Linked DNA regions of Mus musculus: regions 2 and 3 are each linked to region 1. Evidence: chromatin contacts called from public HiCAR-type and HiChIP or PLAC-seq data. All regions are on one chromosome and are shown on one strand. The core of a region is the stretch at or near the end of the contact, and the rest is flanking DNA. Distances in the headings are between cores, read along the strand shown. Region 1 holds the start of Prss56 (protease, serine 56). Region 2 holds the start of Tex44 (testis expressed 44). Region 3 holds the start of Usp40 (ubiquitin specific peptidase 40).

What was found. HiCAR-type assays count read pairs that join an accessible place to other places. HiChIP or PLAC-seq counts read pairs in DNA pulled down with a chosen protein or histone mark.
Region 2: an H3K4me3 HiChIP or PLAC-seq map of stem cell-derived neural progenitor cells shows a contact between it and region 1, with 4 times the contacts expected there. The contact joins the promoter of Tex44 here to the promoter of Prss56 in region 1. A contact is called at or near these places in 2 of 39 promoter capture datasets (the SN4741 cell line and hippocampal neurons), 2 of 15 datasets of contacts at CTCF or cohesin (the NIH/3T3 cell line and embryonic stem cells), 11 of 484 Hi-C or Micro-C datasets (the N1E-115 cell line, adipose-derived mesenchymal stem cells, cerebellum and 5 more), 14 of 115 datasets of contacts at active chromatin or transcription factors (the NIH/3T3 cell line, astrocytes, cardiomyocytes and 10 more) and 1 of 9 other capture datasets (embryonic stem cells).
Region 3: a HiCAR-type map of astrocytes shows a contact between it and region 1, with 4 times the contacts expected there. The contact joins the promoter of Usp40 here to the promoter of Prss56 in region 1. A contact is called at or near these places in 3 of 115 datasets of contacts at active chromatin or transcription factors (T-cell acute lymphoblastic leukemia, astrocytes and pancreatic cancer cells).

What each region holds. Positions count from the first base shown.
Region 1 is chr1:87,181,920-87,184,619 of GRCm38.p6, reverse strand. It overlaps Prss56 (protease, serine 56), which reads right to left and starts at 1,306. Exons shown (of 13, transcript NM_027084.2): 1 at 1,022-1,306; 2 at 358-465; 3 at 1-17. The coding sequence starts at 1,127.
Region 2 is chr1:86,425,024-86,427,723 of GRCm38.p6, reverse strand. It overlaps Tex44 (testis expressed 44), which reads right to left and starts at 1,395. Exons shown (of 1, transcript NM_027966.1): 1 at 1-1,395. The coding sequence starts at 1,353.
Region 3 is chr1:88,007,184-88,009,883 of GRCm38.p6, reverse strand. Usp40 (ubiquitin specific peptidase 40) reads left to right here and starts at 1,333. Exons shown (of 32, transcript NM_001198573.1): 1 at 1,333-1,446; 2 at 2,442-2,659. The coding sequence starts at 2,461.

The DNA.
Region 1 (2,700 bases), core at 57-2,556:
TCTAGGGCGTCCAGGTCCTACTGAGAAACAATCCTTTGAGCCTCGCTGCGCCCTCTTGCGGATCTTTCGCTTTATTGGGGGGGGGGGCTGGGCCTCATCTTTCAACCACTCTCCACTTGGCCCGCCTTCTAGCACATGGAACTATTTGAGCAGCCATGAACTGTGACCACCTGAGCCCACACTCTCCCCTCCTCCCTGCTGTGTCTCAAGTTTGGCATACCCCTTCCACTTGGACCTTCAAAAAGAATCTGACCCCAAGGACGATGGAACCTAAAAATAAGGGCTGGACATGGACAAAAGGAGGAGTCCCCTGTACCAATGTGAGTCTGCTGGGTGGGGTAGCACTTCTGGTACAACCTTGGCATTCATGTAGTCTGTGCTGGATCTCCATCAACACGCGCTTTATGGCCCACTGGGCACTCCTCTGGGCAGCCTGCAATGCCTGAGTCCCCTGGGCAGATAAAACTGGGAGGGGGAGGGACATGGGACACAAAGTCACATTCCCTTGGCAGAGAGCCCCACTCAGTCTAAGTCTTCCTGAACCTTGTCTGGGGAGTCCCAGAGAAGCGTGGTGAACTCTTAGACTACCAGGGATGTAGAGATGGGGAGAGAGGTCAGGCCCCAAGGGCCAGCCCTCAGGGCAGATGGTGCTACAATTGGGAAGGAATCTCTGAAAAGCTCCTTTCTTAAAGATTTCAGAGGAAAACCACTGCCCACCGACATCCAGGTAATATGGTTAAGGTATCCATCTTTGGGCCCAAGGCATGCTGCCCCGGGTCTTCTAACACCGTTATCTCTGGAACCCCTTGGCAGTGTTGCTGTCTCTGCTTCCTGGGTGAGGCTGTCTACCCTCCCTTCCTATATCCCAGTTCCAGGCTCCTCCTTCCAGCAGAAGGTGGGCAGAAGGACCACAGGCCCTCCTAAGTGTGAGAGATAAGCTCATTTCCCTTGTCCTCCCTTGACCTCACTTTCCCTATGCCCCTCCCACCTCCCGTGGTTCCCTCGGACCAGCCCGGCTCACCTTGCAGGGCGCCGGGGGACAGGCGCGTGTACAGTGGATGCCCATGGGCAGTTTGGGAGTCTGGGGACAGTAGCAGCAGCAGCAGCAACAACATAGCCAGCGGCATGGTGACCTGGGGCCAAGGCGGGAGACCCTGTCCTCTTTATTCCTGGACTCTACCCTCTCCTGTGATTCTTCCTGCCCACAGACTTTGTGTCCCTCAAACCATCTGATCCCGTTGTCTTACACTAAACTACTCACTTCTAATGGTCCGCACCTCACCTGGCCCTCACCTCCTGGGAGCCCTCAGGGAAACGATGCCCTGGAGCTATATAGAGGACAGAGGGGTGTGTGTGCGTGGGAGGGCAGCCAGGACTGGGGGAGGGAATGAGGTAGTGGGCTGGACCCTCACCTTTGAAGTCTCATCGTCCCACTCTGCGTCTCCCCACTTCTGTGAAAGCGGCCCTTGTTCCTGCGGTTGCTTCAAAGGGGCTGAGATGGGGCTGGAGAACTGACCGTTGGGCTGGGGGCCAGGCAGAGGGAGACTGGTGGGCAGGGGCTGGGAGGGGGGATCCCCATCTGTTTCTGCCACCCTGGGGAGTCCACTGCTCTGCTGGGACAGGCACTTTTGGAGGGAGGAGAGCTAGGGATAGGGGTGGGTGTCCTGGGCAGTCTCACCCCCTAAGCAAGCCATTGAACTTCCAGCCCCTCTGCCCCTAATTGCTTGGCAGTGTCCCTCCTCCGTGTGGCCCTTTCTAAAGATGATCAAAGCATTCTAATTTGCGCCATAATTGCTGCACTGGGGTAGCGGGGTGGGAAGAGGCAAAAGCAAGCGGGAGATGAAAGGCCCCACTGTGGCCCAGTTTGGGGAGCGCAGGATCCAGCAGGACCCCTGTCCCTGCCCACTCAGTGTGTCCAGCTTTGTTTTCAGTTGCTGTGACCCTGATCTGGCAGGAGGGACTCTTGAGAGAAGGTCATAAACAGGCAACTGTCCTGATATCCAGTCACCACCTGGGGTAGGGCCGAGCCTTTGGGTACAAACAAAACAAAACTACCCTTGGCACCTTGATTTGTGCTGGCAGCAGGGACATGTTGGTTAAGGGTTTAAGTACAGGAATTGGGACACACTGTGGCTAGGGGATGTGTTCTCTTCAAAGGGACTGCTTATCACAGCACGTAGCCTGTCTCCCACCACCAGGAAGGTAGAGAGAACGGTAGGTATAGATTGTTGTGTCAATTCAATGACACTAGGGATTGGAGTTATCTCTGCATATCATAGGTAAATCCTATGTGCTCTCCAAGTTTCTAGCAGAGAGGTATGGCTCCTGTATGCCTGCTGAAGCCTGGCCAGGCCGGAGTGGCCAGCATAGAACTGTCTGTCCTCACTCTGCCTTCTTGGCATGTGTCAGGCTTTGAGTCCAGTCTGATGGCAGGAAGGGAGTAGACCCTTCTCTCACCCACACAGCAAAGGGCAGGGCATGGAAAAGCACACTGTTTCAGATCTGGCTCCTACAAGTTGAGAAGACCCCCACCCCACCCCACCCCATCCTTGTCTCGACTCCTGGGATCCTACAAGTTGTTGGGAGCATGTGGAATCTCTTCCTTTGGCTGGCATCAGAGCAATCTTTCTTTTCCCCCAGGATCAGATTCCTGGGCAATTTTAATTCCCAGGGGTAAGGTGGTCTTTTTGTTTTAAGAGT
Region 2 (2,700 bases), core at 146-2,645, 760 kb after region 1:
AGAGCTGCAGCCCGAGGCCAGAATGCCCACAGCCACACCCATGCGTGTGGCTGTGTCTGACCACACCAGGATGTCTGTGAGGGAGCTGATGGAGCCCTCTCCACAACCCAGCAGGCTGGTCATGGAGCGCATGTAGTCGTTCTCCACATCAGGTCTATACAGATTGGGGTCCAGAAGGTTCCTGCCCAGGGCCACCTGGTAGAAATCTGGAGAGTGGGGTGGGCTGCCACCTGGGGAGCCTGGGTCAGGTGGATCCGGTGGGATACCTGAGTCAGCAGCTGAATCCTCACTGGTCAGCCCTGGCGATCTAGCTTTGCTCCCAGGGTTCAAGGCCTTGAACCCTTCAGCTTCCTGCTTGGCCGAGTTGGTGGTAGGCGTGGGTTCTGGGTCGCGACCACTGGTATCGGAAGGGGGTGGGTCAGCAGCTCCCACCGAAGTCTGGACATGTTCAGGCAGGTTAGATAGCACGTCAGCATTTGGAACTAATACTGGCTGCCCTTCTGGAACATTCGGGTTTCCCAGTGTCTTTTCCTGGGTCTGGGAGTCACTCGGGGAAACCGTCCGGCTCCGACTTGTACGGTTGTTTTCAGCTAGCCTGTCCCACACTGGGTTCTGGAAACCCACAAACACTTGCAGGATACCTGGGTCTTGGGGCAGCAAAGATGTGGTCTCTTCAGGATTGTCCTGGCCCTGATGTGGAATATCTGGGCTCTCATCTTTGACTGCAGAAGTTGCTGTATCTGTGGAGATGGCTGGCTCTACATCTTGCCCTATGGAGGTGTCCATCTGCATGGAGGGCTGATCTTTATTCTGTCCCACAGAAGTGGCAATCTGCAAAGATGCCTGGTCTTCATCCTGTCCCATCAAGGTGGCAGTCTGTATGGAGGCCTGATCTTTATTCTGTCCCACAGAAGTGACAATCTGCAAAAATGCCTGGTCTTCATCTTGTCCCATCAAGGTGGCAGTCTGTATGGAGGCCTGGTCTTTATCCTGCTCAAAAACTGTGTTAATCTGCATGTACGCCTGGTCTACATTTTTCTCCGTGATGGTGGAAATCTGCTTGGAGAGCAGGTCCTCATCTTGTCTCATGAAGGTATCAGTCCGAATGAAGTCCTGCTCTTCATTTTGCTCTGTGGTGATGGCTTTCGCCTCAGAGGTTTGATCTACATCATGTTCAGCTAGCACTTCGTCGATGTCTCCTGGTGGGACGTCATCGGGCAGGGAGTCTGGTCCTTCGGACTCTCCGGGTAAATCTGCAGAGTTTTCATCAGCTGTGTTGTCCGAGGAGGCCTCGGGAAGATCATGTGTAGAACTGCTGCTGGCTTCAGGGTCTTCCAAGGGCTCAGCGGTCATCTATGCCCCCTGCTACTTATGGTGGTTGGGAAGGAGTGGCTTGGCCCTGCTAGGCTCAGTTGTCCAGGTGGTGAGGTCACAGCAGGTTGTGGGCAGCTGATGATGTCACAGGTACTTGTAGAGCAAGGGTCCTGAATGTCCTGAGTCTGCTGAGTGGCTGTCCTGGCGAGCTGACTATAGGTGGTGTTGCATAGCCAGAGTAGTGGGTACAGAGGAAATGAAGAATAACTGTCTTGGTTTAAGATGGAGATACGTAGGTAGGTGCAGATGCAGCCGCAGGGCTGTGAGTGGTTTCGGGAACTGTACTTTGGGGCATGATACAGGAAGGTAATGCTGAGTTTGAATTAGTAGGTTTTAAACTTATTTTGGGGACAGGGGATCAGTGCTCTTGTTATGTAGTTGAGGCTGGTCTCCCACTCTGATCTTCCTGTCTTAGCCTCTCAAGAGCTAGGATTACAGACATTTGTTATACCAGGTTATCCCTCCCACCATCTCTCTATTCTATTGGGCTACTTCAGGACCCCAATTTCTTTCTTTCAGGCCGGTCTTTCTTTGGTAATTTTTCTAGCAATGAGGAGGAATAGTGGAGGCCAGGGCCTGGGCGGCATCTAGGCTGGCTATCCTTAGTGCTAGAGTTAACCTTTTGACACAGGACAATCTACCTGCTCATCTGGGCTGGGAGGGCAGGGCACCACTAATGGGTACAGACTCCAGGGCAATCCTAAGAAGAGCTTGGTCCCCAGATAACCCCACTGTATGAAGAAGGTAGCCGGGGACTGGGTTTGGCTGAGTGTAGCGCACTTGCCCAGCATGCTCTGGTTCCATCCCCAGCATTGGAGTGGATGGTTCTATTTGTGTGTTTGTGCTCACCCTAGTTGCCAGGTTAGGTGTAGTTCCTGCTCCTGGGGATAAGAGGAGATGCAACCATCTGATGATGCCCCTAGGGACCCCAGCATCCCTAGGGAGAACTGGGTCTATGTTTATATCTTCTCTCCTAGGGGCAAGGCTGTGGGTCCATGACTGCCCCACTGCTAGGCACAGCCTCTTGGGGAAGCGGAACGCTGGGAGTTTGACTGCCTTTATTCCATGCCACCGCCACTGTGACTGCTGCCGGGGCTGAGACACCTCCCGGGTGGGAAAAAGCTGGAGTTGGTTCAGGGGTCCCTGGGCCTGCAACGAGGCCTGGGCCGTGGGGTTCTCAGACTCTTAGACATCCGCTGGGAGTTTCAGCAGAGCAGAAAACAGAGTCGGGCTGTGGGCTGGGGACAGTGTCTAGCCTGGGGTGGGGGGAGGGGAAGGGGGAGGAGCTCCGGCTTGTCCCAGGGGGTGATATTGTCCTTAGCTTGG
Region 3 (2,700 bases), core at 84-2,583, 830 kb before region 1:
ACAGCTCACAGTTCATCACGAACTCAAGGCAGGGCAGCAACTCAAGGCAGGGACTAGAGGCAGAACCTGAAGTGGAGGCCATGGAGAAACCCTGCTCTCTGGCTTGTTCCCTCTGGGTCACTCAGTTTGTTTTTTATACAACCCAGGTCCACCTTCCCAAGGTTGGCACCACCCATAGTGGGCTGGGTCCTCCCACATTAATCATTCATCAAGAAAATGTCCCCACACTTGCCTCCAGGCCAATCTTATAGAGGTATTCTCTCAGCATCTGTTCCCTCTTTCCATGTGACCCTAGCTTGTGTCCCGTTTACAAACAAAACAAAATAAAGTACAAAAACAAACAACCTACCAAGAAAAAAAAAAAGTAATCAAAACCTAACTAACAAGCACATGGGTGTAAGGGGATATAGCTGCCCAGAGGGAAGCCACCTATGCCTGTGGATCTTGGCTTACAGTGTTGAGTTTTGGTCAGGGAATAAAAGTTTAAGGTATAGCTGTGATTTTTAAATAGGAGGATAAAGTACCATAAGACAGAAAGAGATATGGCCAGGAAAGCAAAGTGAAGGGGAGGTTGCTAAAAAGCAAAGTGGTCCTCCACCTGGAGTACTGAGAGCTGTGTACTCTCCCAGTCCATTTCCTGGCCCAGACCCCTTATTCCTAGCCAATGGTCATCTCCAGTCCTTTCCTCCCAACACTTCCTCAGCGTTCTAGCCACACCAGCCTCCCTCAAATGTTCCAAAGACAAATCCCTTGGACTGATGGTCACTTGGACTCTGCCACCCTCAACCCCCATCACCCTCCATCTTTATTCCTGTTCTCCATCTCTTAAACTCTCAGCTGAAATAAAAATTAGATTTCACCTGTTTCCTTCATTCACATCCTGATAGAGGTTGGAGGAGACGAGGGAGATACAAATGGGGTCTGTGCAAAGGATGGGAAGTAACCTATCCGAAGAGCTCCAGCAGGACAGACAGTTTTGTGTGCATACATGCTTGCATGGTTATATATAAACTACTTAAGGTGGATTGAAGGCGATGTAAGAAGGTTCACAGAACGTAGAGCATTTTCACAAGTTTTGTATCAGAGATATACTTTGAAGAGGAAAAACTGTTTTAAGGTTCTTTTGTTATCCTAGAGCAGAGACTATATAAATACATACTCCACTTAAATGGTGAAAGCTCTAACAGAATGTGGCTCCAACGCTTTTTGCAGGCAGCAATAAATACAAATTTTAACTTGTAAGCCGTCTGGAAAAAGAGCAGTATAACTACCCATAAATCTCCGCGTGGCGCGACGCACCCTGGGAAGTGTAGTCGCATCTGGGGTGGGGGTGGGTGGTTGGAAATCACTTTCCAGAGACACGGCCTCCTCGGCATGGCGGTGCCCGTTCGGAGCGAGTTCGTTTACTCTGTGCTGTGGCCGGGGCGGGGGTCTGGGCTATAGGCAGTAAGTGGGGCTGGGGAACTGGGCGCAGGGAGGGACGAGGGCAGCGTAGGGACGACGCCGGCGGCCTGGGGAGAGACGCCGGGCCTCTGCTGGCAGCGCGTCAGGGGTCGGGCCGCGGGGACGCGCGCCTGGTCGCGCTCCTGGGCGCTGGGCGGCTTGGTGGGCGGCAAGGCCTCTGGAGCGGCGTGACGGGAAGCCAGCCCGCGAGCTAGCTCGAGGCCTGCCTCGCGAGTTCCATTTCTTGAGCTTTTGTTCAGAGGACTGTGTTGGGAAGGAAGAAAACTGCATTTTGGCCATTCCTATCACTTAAGAGAGTGTTCTCAGCGTTTTACCCCAAATGTCCCTTCCCCACACAAGAAACAGAACAGATTCCCGCAGGTCCCCACTTCTGCAGTTGGATTCCTGGGTATGTTTTGGAAGGCCATTGGACTCCATGGCTCTAATGACCAGAGTTTTTCTTCCTCAAGGTACTTACTCCTGGCTCTCTAGTTTAGGGCCAAAGTGCTGAAACTACTGTCAAGATTAATGTGATAGGGTTAAGTCACTGAAACGCTGTGATCTGGTACTGTGTATGAAGGGATGGGGGAAGCTGAGATTTCATAATTGATGAAGGCTCCTCCCCTTCTCTCCCCCCCCCCCTCATTTAGTGATGTGGAATCCAAGAATAGTTATCGGTTCTTGTGGGTCAAGCCCTTTGTACTCAGTAACCTTTCTTTTGTCATGTGACTGGTTTAATTTACCTATGAAAAATACGCAGCCCCATTTTACATAGAAGTAAATGTTAGCTAAAATAACTTGTCCAGGATCACACAGGTTAATCAGGACCCCGTGTAGGTAGGAAAGACAAGTCAGGTCTCGCTTTCTCCAAAACACAAACTACTGTGTTTTCTGAAGAACGATTTAACAAAACAGCTACGCTCGAATAATAAGAGAAAATTGGGGGTGGAGGTACATTTAAAGAATGGAAACATTTATGTAACATATTTTCTTTAAAGGATAGCGTTTAGTTCCACCATGTTTGGGAACCTATTTGAAGAGGATTATTCCAGTGTGTCAAGTAGTCAGTATGGAAGAGGGAAGAAATTAAAGACTAAAGGTTTGGAGCCGCCTGCCCCTAGAGAATTCACCAATTTAAGTGGAATCAGAAATCAGGGTGGAACCTGTTACCTCAGCTCCCTTCTTCAGACGCTTCATTTCACACCTGAATTCAGAGGTATGCTATGTGACATGCATTTGAATAATATGTACCGTGGG